Linked DNA regions of Mus musculus: all the other regions are linked to region 1. A link is a contact called in public Hi-C and HiChIP or PLAC-seq data. All regions are on one chromosome and are shown on one strand. The core of a region is the stretch at or near the end of the contact, and the rest is flanking DNA. Distances in the headings are between cores, read along the strand shown.

The links. Hi-C and Micro-C count contacts between places; a contact is called where the count stands out from the background. HiChIP or PLAC-seq counts read pairs in DNA pulled down with a chosen protein or histone mark.
Region 2: a Hi-C map of olfactory sensory neurons shows a contact between it and region 1, with 3 times the contacts expected there. The contact joins the enhancer-like site here to the promoter of Wdfy2 in region 1. A contact is called at or near these places in 2 of 39 promoter capture datasets (hippocampal neurons and liver), 1 of 15 datasets of contacts at CTCF or cohesin (CD8 T cells), 22 of 484 Hi-C or Micro-C datasets (CD4 T cells, CD8 T cells, LSK cells and 14 more), 11 of 115 datasets of contacts at active chromatin or transcription factors (the HPC-7 cell line, Th17 cells, bone marrow-derived macrophages and 6 more) and 3 of 9 other capture datasets (adipose tissue, embryonic stem cells and pancreatic islet).
Region 3: a contact with region 1 is called in an H3K4me3 HiChIP or PLAC-seq map of bone marrow-derived macrophages, with 2.5 times the contacts expected there. The contact joins the enhancer-like site here to the promoter of Wdfy2 in region 1. A contact is called at or near these places in 5 of 39 promoter capture datasets (the C10 cell line, cancer-associated fibroblasts, fetal liver and 2 more), 8 of 484 Hi-C or Micro-C datasets (B cells, the G1E-ER4 cell line, bone marrow-derived dendritic cells and 5 more), 8 of 115 datasets of contacts at active chromatin or transcription factors (the SCID.adh cell line, acute myeloid leukemia, bone marrow-derived macrophages and 3 more) and 5 of 9 other capture datasets (adipose tissue, embryonic stem cells, liver and 2 more).

The regions. Positions count from the first base shown.
Region 1 is chr14:62,834,759-62,839,924 of GRCm38.p6, reverse strand. Wdfy2 (WD repeat and FYVE domain containing 2) reads right to left here and starts at 2,235. Exons shown (of 12, transcript NM_175546.4): 1 at 1,868-2,235. The coding sequence starts at 2,004. It overlaps Gm26536 (predicted gene, 26536), which reads left to right and starts at 1,394. Exons shown (of 2, transcript NR_168886.1): 1 at 1,394-1,800; 2 at 1,905-3,024. Mir8098 (microRNA 8098) reads right to left here and starts at 2,204; the gene lies at 2,068-2,204.
Region 2 is chr14:62,953,745-62,958,910 of GRCm38.p6, reverse strand. Wdfy2 (WD repeat and FYVE domain containing 2) reads right to left here. Exons shown (of 12, transcript NM_175546.4): 11 at 3,942-4,050; 12 at 2,025-2,631. The coding sequence ends at 2,602. Among named protein-coding and RNA genes, the nearest start is that of Defb48, 28 kb to the left of the region's middle. Within about 2 kb of position 2,635, at least 13 of the 459 cell types and tissues checked have an H3K27ac peak or open chromatin away from gene starts, as enhancers often do. A contact at or near this core is called in olfactory sensory neurons, where this site is marked.
Region 3 is chr14:62,721,527-62,726,692 of GRCm38.p6, reverse strand. The region is part of intron 4 of Ints6 (integrator complex subunit 6); the gene reads left to right. Among named protein-coding and RNA genes, the nearest start is that of 4931440J10Rik, 36 kb to the left of the region's middle. Within about 2 kb of position 1,927, at least 6 of the 459 cell types and tissues checked have an H3K27ac peak or open chromatin away from gene starts, as enhancers often do. A contact at or near this core is called in B cells and bone marrow-derived macrophages, where this site is marked.

The DNA of each region.
Region 1 (5,166 bases), core at 986-3,485:
AAGCAGCTAATGGTAATGGTTTTGCAAGTGTTGATGAAAATCAATACTCCATCTTCCTATCTTTAGCATTATATCAAGCGGCACTAACATTGCCTTTGAAAAGTAAGAACACAGATCAATTCTTTCTTTTAGGGCAAGCCATATCTAAAACTGCCTTAAAACAGCTACATTCATGGTTGATTGACCCGAAGAAGCAGAGACTTGTCAACCTGAGTAACAAAATTTACAGAGACAAGGACCCAGCATTACTGCAGGGGCCCGATTCCCGGTAACTCCACAGTAAGACAAATTCTGTTATGTACACTGCAAACCAGGGAAGTGAGAGATCATTAGGCACTGCACTTCCTTTGTGCGACGATGAACCGAGACGTGCTCTTCACTTTTCTGCACATATACTTTAGCTTCTCTAGACATGGAACATTACCTCCACTAAAGTTGTTTCCTTCAAGGAAAATACATTGAAATGGGAATCAGACGTTTCTAAACTAATAGCATGGAGCTGAGGTCTGGACAACCTTTCTCCTCCTCCTCCGATTGAGTTTAATGAACTAAAGAATTGCTTACAAATCGGGAATCAATCTCATCTCTAGTAATGGAAAGGGGAAGTTATCAACATATTCCTTCAATATATTTTATAGAAAATATTCCAGAAAGATAATCCTTTGATGACAAATTTTAAGCCCAGAAACAGTCTAATGCAGTCTAAGCATGTTGCACCAAAGGAAAAAATTAAACACTGTCATAAGACTTCTTTATGAATCTCTAACGGCTCCCACATCCACGTCACTCAGTTTCTTCAGTTCTTCCTGGACTGACTGCCATTAGCATATGTTCGCAATGTTTCCCCACAGATCTGCATAGGAAATGAAGTAGGCGCCATGCATATCAAGAATGATGCAGAGGTCGATATGCAATATACACATGCAATACACTCTTCCTTTATATTCAAGAACCTAAGAAACAAATCAAGTAAAAAATGTTTGAATTTACATTAGGTGCTGAAACGATTTTTTTTTAAGTGAGCACTTTTTGCTTTATCTTTGCAATTTTAAGAGTCACAGAATAACTCTACCTCGGCATGATACTAACTTATAATAAGAAAACCTAACTGCCTGTCTGAAGCTAAGAACCCAGACAGTTACATACCTCTGCCACGCTACAACTGATTTTAAAATGCTTGTAGATATTACCCAAATAGTAATTTCAGATATCTTACCCTATCCCCTATATTCAAGCGGCATTCCTCTGGAAATCAAAAACACAGCGCAAAAGGGGAATCCTGAAGGCAGAACCAGAGCTACTTCTGCTAATTAAGCAATCTTGGAAAGGAAGTAGGCAAAGGGAAGGAACTCAAGCAGTTGTCTGCAAAAGTGATCCCTTGCAACTTCCAGTCACTTCCCCTTGAGCTCCAAGACATAAACTTTTAGGAAAGGAAGGCGCCACACGCAGAAGCCCAAAGTTACTCTCTTCACAATTTAATAAGTCCTTGGGTTCGGTGAAAGATGTCCTGGAGATACACAGATTCGGTGAACCGTATAGAAGAAAGAAAATACGTTCCCTTTCTCGTTTGGGTAACCAAACAATGGACCAACTAGCAGCGCCTCCAAATCATCCCGGTGCATGGAGGGTCCTTTAAGCTAAAACACCTGCAAAGCTGGGCGGCTTCTCCCTCTGCCCTTCCCATCCCCAAAACTGGACCAGGTCTGGTGTCTCCTGCACTGTTAACCCAAGGGCCACTCGGACTCCGCCAGGGACCAGTTGCTGAGGCCAAGGCCACCGCGCTGGGAACTGAACCAGTAGGTGCGGTCTACCCTCCCACCAAGCCAGGGCCGGACCTCCGCGCGGCACGGGGACAAGCAGTCAGTACCTGTCCTCCGAGACGCTGATGACACCCTCTTCTTTAGGTACAATCACCGCCATGTTGACCACCTCCTGCGACCCCTCGACCCGCTGCAGCAGGATCGGCTTGCGGGTCAGTGGCTGGGGCTGGATCTCCGCCGCCATCGGAGGGGGCGCGCCCGGGGAGCAGCCGAACGCGCCGGGGGACTTGGCTGAAGAGAACGCTCAGGCTTGCGCTCAGGATCGGGCTGCGAAGCGGAGCGGGCCTTTGGGAGCCAGCGACCATAGCCCTGCCGCCTGTCCAGGGAATGTGCCCGCTCTGGCTTCCAAAACCAACACCGCCGCCACACTAGCCGCAAGCCGGCGCCACCTAAGAGAGTAGGGGGCGGGGAGCAGGGGGCGGGGCGGGGCGGGGCCCTGTCGCAAGGCGGCCAACCCACTTCCGGAGGATGGGCACTAGCAGCCAATGCGCGTGCGTCAGTCCAGGAGCCACTTCCGCCCCGCCGCCCGTAAGTAACCGAGGCCCGCAGTGCTGTCAGGACGCATGCGCCCCGCAGTCCTTTACTTTCCCTTCCACACCCAAAGCTTTGTCCCCTCCCTCATAAAAAAAAAAATCTGTGAATGCGCGTGCCCAGAGCCCCACCCTCTCCAGACTCTGGGGGCGGGGAAAAGCCTACGTCAGCCGCACCGGAAAAGCGCCTGCAGGAAGGATAGAGGCTAAACTAGTTGGGACGTGAGTGTGCATGCGCGCAGATGACTCACCGCTAAGTTTTAACAATAACACACCGGAGAGGGCGCTGTGCTGTCGGCCGTAGAGAAACGGCTCTTGCCAGCACCGCGTGGACTCTTGGGGGTTGTAGTTTCCTCCATCCTCGACGTCCTTGTTCTAGAAAGCAGTAACGCCCACTTCTCAGCCCAGGAGAGATGTGGGCAAACGAAACTCTGCGCCTTCTGTGGGTTATTGCCCAAGTCAGAGGCAGAAATAGTGTAGTATCTAAGAGGGAGAACTAAAGAGCAAGCCCTGCTGAGCAAGACTTCTCTCGGGGTCACACTGCCACCGGTTTTAGTGAGATATGAGGGTAGAGGAAGAAGAGACTCTCATACAAGCTTCTTTGAGGGAGTTTAGAGATCATGGTATCAATCTTCTCTTTGTATTATGAATAAAGGACTCACACTTGAACCTAAGTCTTTTTGTCCAGTCTTGTTTCCAATCCCTAGCAATTGAACATTTTTGCTTTTCCAGTGACAACGGACAGTTAATAAATACAATCACAATATAATATAGAATGACTGTAATAAGGAGAATAAAATGTTGACTGGGCTATGGGGAAATTGGAACTCCTTTACAATTCAGGTGGGGATGTAAAACAGTCTCTTTTGGGGGGGGGGGAATGTAGTATTGCTTCAAAGGATAAACATTGCTACTGTCAGGTCCAAAAGAAACGGTGGGGTACTAGATATCTGTGATTTCCATTAGCATAGCAAAGCAAGGCGAACCTTGAAAGCAAAATGCTAAATGAAAGGAACTAATCATAGAGGACCGTTTATTTTATGATTCCACTTACGTGAAATAATCAGACTAGTGTTTGTACAGAATTGAGAGAGAAAGGAATAAAGCAGTCAGAAGGCTGTCTTCCGTTCATGTATGTCTGTTCGCCAGGTGTGTGCCTGGATCCCTGGAACTGGAGTTATGGAAAGTTGTGAGCTCTAAGTGGGTGCTGTGAGTCAAATGTAGTTCTGGAAGAGTGTCCAGTTCTCTTAACTGCTAAGTCATCTCTACAGGCCCAAGAGAACTATTTTTTCTTTATTTTATAGTGTGTTTGTGTTTGTGTGTGTGTGTGTGTGTGTGTGTGTGTGTGTGTGTGTGTGTGCCTGAGTGCCAATATGTGTACCGCATGTGTGCGGGAGCCCAGCAAGGTCAGAAGAAGTGGACCCCCTGAAACTGTATTTACAACCTATTGTGAGCTACAATATGGGTGCTTGGATTTAAACCCAGGTCCTCTAACAAGTAATCTTAGTTGCTAAACCATCTTTTATAACCTACTACCAAGGCTATTTTTTTTTAAATAAACGTCTTTTTCTTTTAAAGATTTATTTACTTATTATATGTAAGTACACTGTAGCTATCTTCAGACAGACCAGAAGAGGGCATCCGATCTCACCACAGATAATTGTGAGCCACCATGTGGTTTCTGGGATTTGAACTCAGGACCTTCAGAAGAGCAGTCAGTGCTCTTAACCGCTGAGCCATCTCTCCAGCCCCCAAGGCTATTTTTAATAACTGGATTAAAATGACTTCTTTTAGATCAACTTCTCAGTCTTTGATGGCCAATTATGAAAGGGTGTCTGTCAGACAAAGAAAGCCAGGGTCACAGGAGACTCCACAAACCATTTTAGTAACAAACAGTATGTATTTTTTTTCTGGCACATTCCACAAGCAAAACTGGTAATAAAAGACTGGGTGGGCCGGGCAGTGGTGGCACACACCTTTGATCCCAGCACTTGGGAGGCAGAGGCAGGCGGATTTCTGAGTTCAAGACCAGCCTGGTCTACAGAGTGAGTTCCAGGACAGGGCTACACAAAGAAACTCTGTCTCGAACCCCCTCCCCCCCCCCAAAAAAAAAGACTGGGTGGGGACCTGGGGCCTCGGAGTCATCTGATGAAATGATGAAATACCCAGAAATTCAGCTGCATACAGCATTCTGAGACCCACAGAGGTAGTGGGTCAGTCATAAATAGAAGTTAAGTAATGGCTAGCTGTACACCAACCTAAATTCAAGAAGGAATTTAGGAGCAAGGGCCAAATCTGTGGCAACTGAGGAAAGATACAAAGGGCTGTGGAGGTAAAGGAATTGGTGTTTCACACCAAAGGAATGAGATGGTGCGTGAGGACTTCACAAGGTGCCCTGAAGCAAATTGCTGAAACTGCTTAAGCCCTGTCTTCTCCACCTCTAAGTTATGGGCGGATGATCCTAGTTATAAAATAGTTATAAAAGGAGGAGGAAGAGATGAAGATGTTTTAGAGGAATGTCCCTGTATCTAGTAAAGAACCGTTACACAGAATGAGAGAAAGACAGAAGGAATTGGAAGAAATTAAAGAAAAGAGGGTGGAGGCAACACCTTTCTCTCAAGGCAAAGGAGAGAAATGGATTACTAGTGTGGGGCTTGGGTCAGGCATCAGGGCAGACCACCCTGCTGTGAAAGCCTCAGCTTTTCAAACATCACAAGGCTGGGGATAAGAAATTAAAGGTAACCGTGCCTTTCATTTTGTAAGTCAGCTTAGGATTCAGTTTGAGACTTGAGTTTTCTTACCAGTTCAATTATATA
Region 2 (5,166 bases), core at 1,386-3,885, 120 kb before region 1:
CATTATGTTGACTGGCCTTTTATAAAGTGATACAAAATTTCAAGTACTTATTCTAAAACCATTGTTGCTATGGTGGAGACAGCCAGGTGGCTCACTAAATGCTTTCCCTTGGAAACACTAAGACTGAAAGATGCTCTTCATTCACCAAGTAGGAGAAACTCCGCATGTGCAGTCTCCCTACCTCCCAGCACGGCTGTCCTCACTACGGGTACCAGAGCTGTGGTTTCCATAGCACAGCAAGAAAAGTCAAGTGTACACCCAAGAGGATGACAGATTTGTCAATTTTTTCCCCAGAGGAGAAACGAGCCAAGCACTGTGCCAGCCCTCATGCCTGGTGGACGAGGTCAGTGCCTGGACACCGTGAGCACCAGCATGCATTCCCCGTGGGTTAATGGAGATACCAGGCAAGTAGAAGATTCACAGTATCACATGCAGAGCTGGTTTTCTGATACATAATTTCCCATCACTAGCCACATGGGTAAGGAGAGAGGAAAGGGCAGAGCCATGGAAACCTTGGTCAATCTGTGGTAGGCACCCATGATTTTCATCACTGTCAACTTTCAATCTCTGGGCACTCCTAAGGATGGGCCGTAGCTGGGATATGACCAGCATGGTATGTAGGGCCACCCAACAGTGTAAAGTGTTCTACTGAAGGTCTGACTTCGTCTATACAAGACTGGGAATCCACACAGGCTTGCTGGGAGTCTGAGCTTCCCCAATAGTGCATTTCCATTCCTTGGGCAGTCATGCTCCAGCTCAGACAGACTTACTTCTATTACTGATTTACAACACACAGTTCTCTGCAACTTGCCAAGTGGCTATAGATCCTAGCATCCAACCACACCATTGATCTTTGAATATTTTACCTCTAATTCCCTTTTCAAAGCTCTGTGATGGAGCGACCACACAGAGAAAAATTGATAGCAGTAATAGTGGCCAGACTGAAGCTAGGTGGCCTTTCTCGGACCAGGTTAAATCACAGTGGTGATGACGCCCTGGAGAGAGTTCTGCTCTCACATTGCAGCCAGCCACCAGGGGTGTGGCTGTGTGAGGTGCACACCAGGCCTTCCCAGTGCCAGAGAGCAGAAGCGGCTTGTCCTAGGAAGCACTCTGGGTCGCCAGTGCTAAGTGTGGTTGGGGCCCAAGAATGGTGATTATTACTTCTTCTGTGAAGAGAAGCAACGATGCCAGGAAAGGAACTGCTTCTCTAGGAACAGAACAAAACTAACAGGAGGACTGCATTTCATTCAAGTCCTCTGTGCCAGGCAACACCTGTTAGGCAAGAAGTGGGCAAGGTACTGTGGTGGATGGCATGGAGAGGGTAGGGCGAGCAATCTGCCTGTTTACCCAGAAGGCCTCTCACCTGGCAATGACGTGACATTCCTGACAGGTGACTATGGTGAAGGGCTTGGAGAGGCTGGCCAATTTCTGGACACAGGCTTGCCACTACTGTTAATCCTATCTTGATAGCCCGAGGGAGTCCTTACTGTACCTTCTCAAGCTGAACTGATTATTCCCTTTGGAGGATTCTGTTGCTTTCTTAGTACCTCTGTTTAGATCACACGCTGGCTTCATAGCAGAGTATACATGAACATAAAGATGCTTAAATACCTGGTTTTTAAAGAGAAACTAAATTATGAATGGTGAAGAAAGCAGAATTCTAATCTTAAAGTAATACATGTTCACATACAGAGGCAATGCCATGTAGAAAGATGCACCTCCAAGGCACTTCCTTCTGGAACACAGACATTTCTGTTTGTCTTTCATGTTATGAACGAAGGAAAGTTGCCAAAAACAAAACAAAAAAATAATAATAAAATTAAAAAATCCCAAGTCCCCATAGTCCAAAACACAAAAGGCTCGAAAGACTCTCACTGAATTCTGAGATGCAGGCACTGCAGGGTGAGGCTGGTCACAGGACCTGTGTCCTGGCTGATGGTCAGCAGAGGCTGCTGCAGCATTTTCTAGTGTGGATGGCAGAGAACGCCAGAGCAGAGCTGCAAGGGACTTCCGACAATGTACCTGCTCCCTCCAGGTGACTCAAGAGGCCAGCTGTTGGACACGCATGGTTTTCCAACTCTTATCCCAAGCCATGAAAGAGAAACACGGCACAAACTGTGATCATCCTCTGTGGCAAGAGGCAAGCGAGGCCGGTGGTGGAAGTCTCGAGAAACGAGAAGGACTGTCTGTACATGCTGAGGCAAGAACGAGGAGACCGCTTGACGAGAACGCAATACCTTCAACAGATGTTTCTCTCTTTTTCTGACAGAGAAAGCAATGAACACAACACACAGCTGAAATATAGAAGCGTAAACATCCACACAGATTTTCCAATATACTCAAAATAATGAATGCAGCACAGCCAGGCTGTATAAACCATTTGATAAAAAAATATCTTCTTTTCTGTGGTATGGACGACTGAAGAGTCCTGGGAGGGAATGGCTTTCACTAGATTGCGGTAACAGTGGCGGAGGACCCACACTCGCTGGGAGCCTCGGTCTCTCTTCTTGCTCATCCAGAAGCTCTCTTTCCTCCTCCCGGGAGGATGCTGGACTCAAGTGCTTCTTCAGGGACACTGTCTCCTAGTCCCTGGGCGAGTCATCATGACACCACTGGGGTCATGTCCCACAGCTGCAAAGGAGAGCGAGAAGCCAAGGATGAACTAAGAGCCAACTGTACTGGGGATGAACAATGCTCAGAACGGGCTCAATTCAAAGTGCTGTTTTGGTTTTGTTCCCAGTTATCAAGCAAATGCACATAGCACTAGCCTGACTTCTATATAAGGGCGGCTGACATGTTGCTCCCAAGCTAAGGAGGATAAAGGCATATCAGGTCCACGGAGGGAGAGAGAGCCGGCACACGCCTGGGTGACCTTCCAAACAATTCTCTAAGACATCAGAAAGAAGTGCCAGGCCTCCAAGTTTGAACTTAGCTTGAAGTCACTTCTAACAACTTCATCCTACTGCTGCCTCTAAAATAGGACAGGGTGACAAAGAGTCCACCCCTCTGTCCTGGGCCTCTGCTGTGACCTGCCACAAACTTCACAGGCCTGGATAAGCACTCTTGAAGTAATTAAGCTTGGTAGGAAAAAGGCTTATGCATCACTTGGCCACTGATTCCAGGTCTTCCTTCCAACCAGCATCCAGATCAAGACCACCTGCTTTACCAAGCTTCAAGAACGGCACACCTCCCTCTGTGGGTCCTGATCACTGTCGCTCACATGTCACTCCCGTGACTTCTGTGTATGGGACTCACTCTCTCATGTGTATCCACATGTGTGAGAGTTAACTCAAGCATCGTCCCTCAGGGGCCAACTATCTTTTTTTTTGAGACAGCATCTCTCTCTGAGACCTGTGGCTCGTTGATTAAGCTAGGCTGCCTGAGTCCTTTGGGATCTACTTGATTCTCCCCAGCTCTGTGATTAAAAGCATTTGCCACCATGTCTGTACTTAAAAAAAAAAAATGTGGGTTCTAGGGATGAGCTCTGGTTCTTGCAATAATATTTTTTTTCTTCTTTTTTAATTAGGTGTTTTCTTCATTTACATTTCAAGTGCTATCCCAAAAGTCCCCTATACCCTCCCCCACCCTGCTCCCATGATTATGATTATGATTATGATTATTATTTTGAGACAAGGCTTCTCTGTATAGCCCTGGCTGTCCTGGAACTTGCTCTGAAGATCAGGCTGGCCTTGAACTCACAGAGATTAACCTGCCTCTGACTCTGGAGTGCTGGGATTGAAGGTGTGCGCCACCACAGCCAGGTCCTACTATTATCTTTTAAAGATCATATCGTCAGGAAATTATCATGTGCATTGGCGTGGTGGGTGCAGCAGGCTCCCCGTGCTCACTTCCATGGATAACCTGAACACAGCCTCACACTCCTGATCCTGCTGTCTGTATTCAAGGCCCACAACAGAAAGCATAACAAGATGGCATCTTACCTTAATTACCTTGTCAGTTCCAGAAGTCAGTAACCATCCCCTGGTTGCATCGAAATGCACATGCACAATGTTATGCTTACTGTCATGGAAGGTGGCTGTGGGGGCGCGTCTGCAAGGAGCAAGACGAGAGTAAGGGGCAGGCACATGGATGACAGCGGTCCAGGACAACCTGAGATTCAGCCTAATGGCTGACGACTGCTTCGCTGTTAGAAATGGTCTTGCTTTCACTCCTTGGTGATCTGTTATATGATGCGGCTACTGCTTTTGCATGCGTGCTTGCCTGTGTCTGTTAGTGTGAGTATAAGTACACAAGTAGAGATCAGATGACAACTCTCCGAGTCGCTTCTCTCCTGTTAACTTGTGGGATCCAGAGGCTGAACTCATGTTGTCAGCCTAGGTATAAGAGCCTCTACTCACTGACCCATCTCACTGGCTCGGAGGTAAAATGATTCTTCTGGCCTCCAGAATAGAAAAGATGAAAACCCCCAGTTCCTTCAGGAAACGACATCCAGGAACATCTCTACCTATGCTCTGGGGAAGTCTTTAAAGGCCACGGTACCTTTGCCAAGTCTGTGCTTTGGAGGGGGGAATATACTCTGGCTGGCCTATTTCTTTTTTAAAGGTGTGGTTGTTAAAATGACACCACTGAAGGCCATCTATGTTGTCTTCTCTTTCCCACTGGTGTAACTGCAAACAGAAGTTTTTAAAATGGTATTCTAAAGCTTCCATAAGCAACATATACATGTATATATGCGTATATGTATATATCAAGCCATATAAGTATCTTAATACACATACAGCATTGCCTGTTTTGTGCTCTTTGGCCTATGGCTTTGCTGTCAATTTTAGTAAGACCCATTGGCTGCCTTGACACTCTAGAGGCAAGGGCTAGCGTGCTTGCCAGAGAAGAGGCAGAAGACCAGAGGTGGAGCTGGGCAGGCCAAGCAGGCCCCCCTCATCATGGTTCAGGGTCTCTATACTGCTGTGAGCTCTCAGAAGATGGCTGTCTCTTCACTATAGTAGAAGCTACAGGAAAGACTTTCAGTAGTAAAATGATCACTGTAAATGATTTCAGCTTAACTTGAAATGTCTTAGACTCAGCTCTGACTTGATAAGATGAAGATTCTAAGGCCCCCTGCAGTTTTCTCCAATGATCAGAACTCTCATTAATCTCATGTCCTCAAGAGGCAAATAATCAGTGCACATGAACAACCACTTTGGCAAG
Region 3 (5,166 bases), core at 678-3,177, 110 kb after region 1:
ATGACATTTACTATATAAGTTCAGTAAATGGAGAAATCTTAGCCAACAATGATTTTTGGCTGGCTAAAAATGATATATAAAGCTTTTGACATTGGTTTTCTTTACCTGTATGCTTTAAATTAGCTTTCTGACTTAATAGTTTATGATTTATTCCAGGTTAAATGTTTTATTTATATTCTGAATAGTTTGGATATAGTTAACAAAATATTTATTTATCATATGTTAAGTACATTGTAGCTGTCTTCAGACACATCAGAAGAGGACATCAGATCCTTTTATGGATGGTTGTGAGCCAACATGTAGTTGCTGGGATTTGAACTCAGGACCTTCAGAAGAACAGTCAGTGCTCTTAACCACTGAGCCATCAATCCAGCCCCCATAGTTGTACTCTTAAGAGTTGATAATGTTGCACATCTTTTGAGAAACATGTTCTGATTTGTGTTGATGGGAGATGTTTAAAACTTAGATCATAGTTTAAGTCATAATTCATATAGTATGGTTTTGAATATGTTAACCTCTCATTTGTAGAGGTAACACTAAAGTTGTAGGACACAATACCAGGCTGTATATCATTCCTTTGTTTTTGATGTCTATCAGGTTCTTACCTTTAGTAATCCTTAGTCTGCTTCCTCTTTTCTTTTTCCATTGCCACTAGTTATTTAGTGCCGCAGCTCTTACTCCTGCCTGCTTGCCTTCCTGCTTTCCCACCTTTCTCTCTCCCTCCATTCCTTCCTCCTTCCTTCCTTCCCACCCTCCCTCCCTCCCTTCCCCCCTCTCTTCCTTTTTCCTTCATTGAGAGATCTCAGGCCTAACATATGCTAGACAAGTGTTTGTGCATTCTGTCTACAACAAACCATTTGTTTATTTTTATTTTTCAACTGTGTATGACTGTGTGGTTATGTGCACATGAGTACAGGTACCTGAGGAGGCCAGAAGAAGGTATTGGATCCCCTGCACTAGAGTTATGGGTGGTTATGAGCTGCATGATATGGGTGTTGGGAACTGATTTCAGGTCTTTTAGATGATCAGTGAGTACTCTTTTAACAGCTTAGCTATATGTCTGGCCCTCTTTTTCTTCTTTTAAATTTTATTTAGTTTTTGTATGAATGAATACACATGAGTGCCATGGTGCACGTGCAGAGGTTGTTTTGGAAATCAGGCTTGGTGGCAAGCATCTTTACTAGCACTCTTGCTGTCTTGGTTCTTTTCATGACTACCTTTAATCTGCCACATGTGGCAGAATGTCTCTAAAATATGCCATTTGTGTATATCATTCTGCTCACACTATTTCATTGCTTTCAGTTGTTCAGTAGAGTCCTCAGTGCTTTCACAGCTTAGCTAGTCACATTATTAATCCTTTCATTTTCATTGAGTCATATTTATTGAACAACTCATTGTCTAGATACACCAGAGTCTAAGATAGAATGGATGGCAAAGTGAACCGGAGTCCTGCTTTTGGGGTACTGGAGAAGATAGCAATTTTAAAAAATAATTAGGTAGATGAAAGTAAACTTGCATTCACCACTTATTCTCTCAAAATGGAGGGATATGAAGTGATATCTAGCTCAGGCTTTGAGGTACTGGGCTCCACCTCTAGTACTGTAAACAAATTAGGGTAGAGTAGGGAGGAATGTGCTATCAGGTCTTATAGTAACTATATTAGATCTAGTCAGAGGTCATGGGTTGTAATATGTGAAGAGAAGCCAGTGTGGTGGCTCAGCTCTGCAGTTCCAGGGCTTGAAGCTGAGGTAGGACTCCTGTGCCAGCTTAGGCTGCAGAATGAGGCTTTGTCTAAGAGAAGACCAGAAGAGAGTAAGGTTTATTATATAGAATATATAAATGAAGATCATATCAGGCAGGGGAGTCCTTTTCTCTAAAGGGTTTGTTTTGAGAATGAGGAACTGAAACAAGGCTAATGGCACTTGGAGCATTGACAAAAAAGGGGATTATAGTATATGGTGGAAAAGAAGTTTGGGCCTCATTGTGCAAGGAGCTTGAACCATGCTAAGTAATGATGGTGCTAATACAGAAGAATCAGGAGCTGGCAATGTAGCTCAGGGTTTGAGAGCCTGCCTAGCAGGAACAAGACAGGCAGATGTCATTCAGAGTTCTGTGCAGTGGTAAGGAAAGAAGAGAAGACGACAAGTAAGTGTTGAAAGACCAGGTAGGTGCTGCTGTTAATTTTAGCAATTTTCTCAAGTAGGTGGTATGGTAGTAAAAGAGATAATAAACCCCACATTTTAAAGAAATATTTAGGAAGTTAAATTAGTAAAATTCACTGTCATAAATTGTATTTAAGGCTTAAGGGGCAGTAAAATGGCTTCTAAAGAACTGTGTAGATGATGATAATGATGCCATTCATTTCCTGGCCTAGTGAATGTTGGAAAACTTACAGAAGAAGAGAAATCATGACTTTAGAATGCTTAGGTTTCAAGGTATCTTGGAATCATTTAGGAATGAATGTCAGATAGAGAATTTGGTATTCAGAGGAGAGAATTTGGCTGGGCATATTCAAGTGGAATATTATCTAAATTTAGATAGTAATTCAACCTGTGAGTAGGTTAGTTTGGGCCAAGTATAAACTGGCAAGGGCCTCTGATTATTAAGCCCTACAGATCTTTAACATTTTAAAGTTTTGATATTTGGGATTGAGGTTGAGCTGAGGCTAGAAGATATCTCTAGATTTCATGATGCCTGTAGTTATCAATTGATGCATAACATACCATTTTGAAACTTACTGGCTTAAAACAATTTATTATTTCTTTGGAGTATATGGCTGAGGTACCTGGTTTCTCTCCTGGAGCTTCTTTGTCTTCATCATTCAGCAATCTGGTTCAAATTTCTTTACATGGTTTGCATTTTCCACAAAGGAGGAATAAGCCTCTTTAGACTTAATCAGACTCAGTTCAGAATATTTTGGCTATACTATAGCAGTTGAGGAAGAATGGATAAGAATTAGTGCCGTTTGGGTAAGTGGAGTGGGAGATGAAGACAAGTACCTATTATTTTTTTATATTTTCTTTAAGCTTGACCTGAATTGTTCTGTGATTTCCCTGAAAGTTAAGCTGTTTCTTTGTCCCCTTACTAAAATTGTAACCATTTATTTGTAAGCAACTAGCTGAAGTCTACTTGGGGGTTATGGTAAATATTTGCTTTTATTCTTTCTCCTTTCTCCATCCCCTCTTCCTCTTCCTTCCCCTCTTCCTCACTTTTGTCTCTTTTTCTTCTTGGTTTCCTTTCTTTTCTCTATGGCTCTGCTTCTTTTGGAGGGAAGGTGCTACTCCATAACCCAGGCTGATCTGGAAATGATGGTAACCCTCCACCTTTAGCCTTTTGCCCAGGTTATAGGTTTGAGTGGCTATGCCAGCCAGGCTTAAAGAGGTTCTTAAAGTCTTTCCTATCTGTTCTGAAGTTTAGTTTTCAGTCTTAAGTGTGTGTGTTTGTAGGGGGCTGTTGTTCCTCCTCTGTCTTTACTCCATCAATTCCCCAGTCTCCATGCAGTTGTAAGCCTTAGCAAAGCTTTTCAGTTCTTTACTCTTGCCTGGGGTGCCTTTCCTCATTTCCCCTAGGTATTATTCTGTACTACTGCTGTAACATGCTGCAGTTACTTACTTAAGTGATCTTGAAGGTAAAAAAATATAATGTGTAACATGTTACCTTTCATTAAATAACCCGAGTCACAACTTGATTTATGATCTATTCTGTTCTAAAAAGGTCTCACTTGATAACATTTAGACCTAATTACATCTTTGATGCTCTGCCAGGCCTATGGGTACTAGGCCGCAGCAGAAACTACAAAAAAAAAATTAGGGTTTGCTTTGTTAGGTAAAACATTACAACAAATGATAAATGGTCTTTGTATACCTCAATAAAGTGAGAATTTAAGAGGTTGTATTTTGAGTGGTCTTAAAAGGAATTATGCCCAATATAAGTAAATTTTCATTGTGAGTACTAAACAGGATAAAATTGGTTTTGTGTCATCTGCACAGGGAATATTTTATCTACCCTATCTGTGTTCTAGGAGTTGGGCAGCTTTTGTAGCTTATTACTTTATCCTCTGTGTCTGGATACACATAAAAGTGCTATTTGGAGAGATAGGTATGTACACAGAGTAGAGTTTTCATGTATTTATGGAGATGGGACTCCTTGGTTTCATGAGCTATCGAATTGTTTTTTAAAACTCTGTTTTCCATGACTGGCAGGGAACCTACTATGAAGATCAGGATGACCTTGAATTCACAGATAATCTGCCTGCCTTCTGAGTAGTGAGATTAAAGACAGTTACCACCATGCCCAGCTCCCTCACACTTACTTTATAAAAACTGTTTATGTCTCTGTGTGTGTATCTGGTGTTGAGATGGAGGACGCGTTCACTGAAAGGTGCTTGCACTCCGGCTTACCACTCTCATTATTTTCTTCAGTTTCATTTTGGAGATGAAAGAAAAGAATCAGATTGTCTTTTCTTCCCTCACTAAACTAGTAAGATAGGCAGCTAAGTAACAGGCCATTAAAGCTCAGATGGGAAGTACTGTCCTGAAAGGACTTGCAGTTACTTTAGTAATAGAGCTGGTTAGCAGAGCATGCCGAGAAGTGTAGTGTCCCAAGTGTTAGTGCAGACAATGGTGTGTTTTCAGCTGGGAACCATTGAGGTTACAACTGAGAAAGGTCTACCTAGATGCCAGACTTAGAGATTGCTGGAAAACAATTTCCCTTTTATTGTTTTCTGGCTTCTGTTTATTTCTTACATTTTGCAATTTAAAATGTAGATAATGTGTAAAAATAATGGTTGTTTGAGATTTTATACATTTTCCTTAGAAACTGAAACAGCTAAAAATATCTTCACCATATGGCAGCTGACACCATTCAGAACTCTAGTTGCAGGGAATCTGACATACTCTTCTGATCTGCAGGCACACACAGTACACACGCTTTTATGTGTAAGTCAAACAATCATGTACAGTAATAATATAAAATAAATCTTAAAATAATCAAATCAATTTAAAAACTGTTATCTCTACCTTTGCTTATTTGGCTTTTAATATCTTTATATATACCTGTCCCTCAAACAAACAGTCAGGCAGACAGATAGAACTTTTAGTTCAATTTTAGCAAGATCACAGACAAATAGAATCTGAGCCATTATCAAATAAGACCCTGAAGAATGGG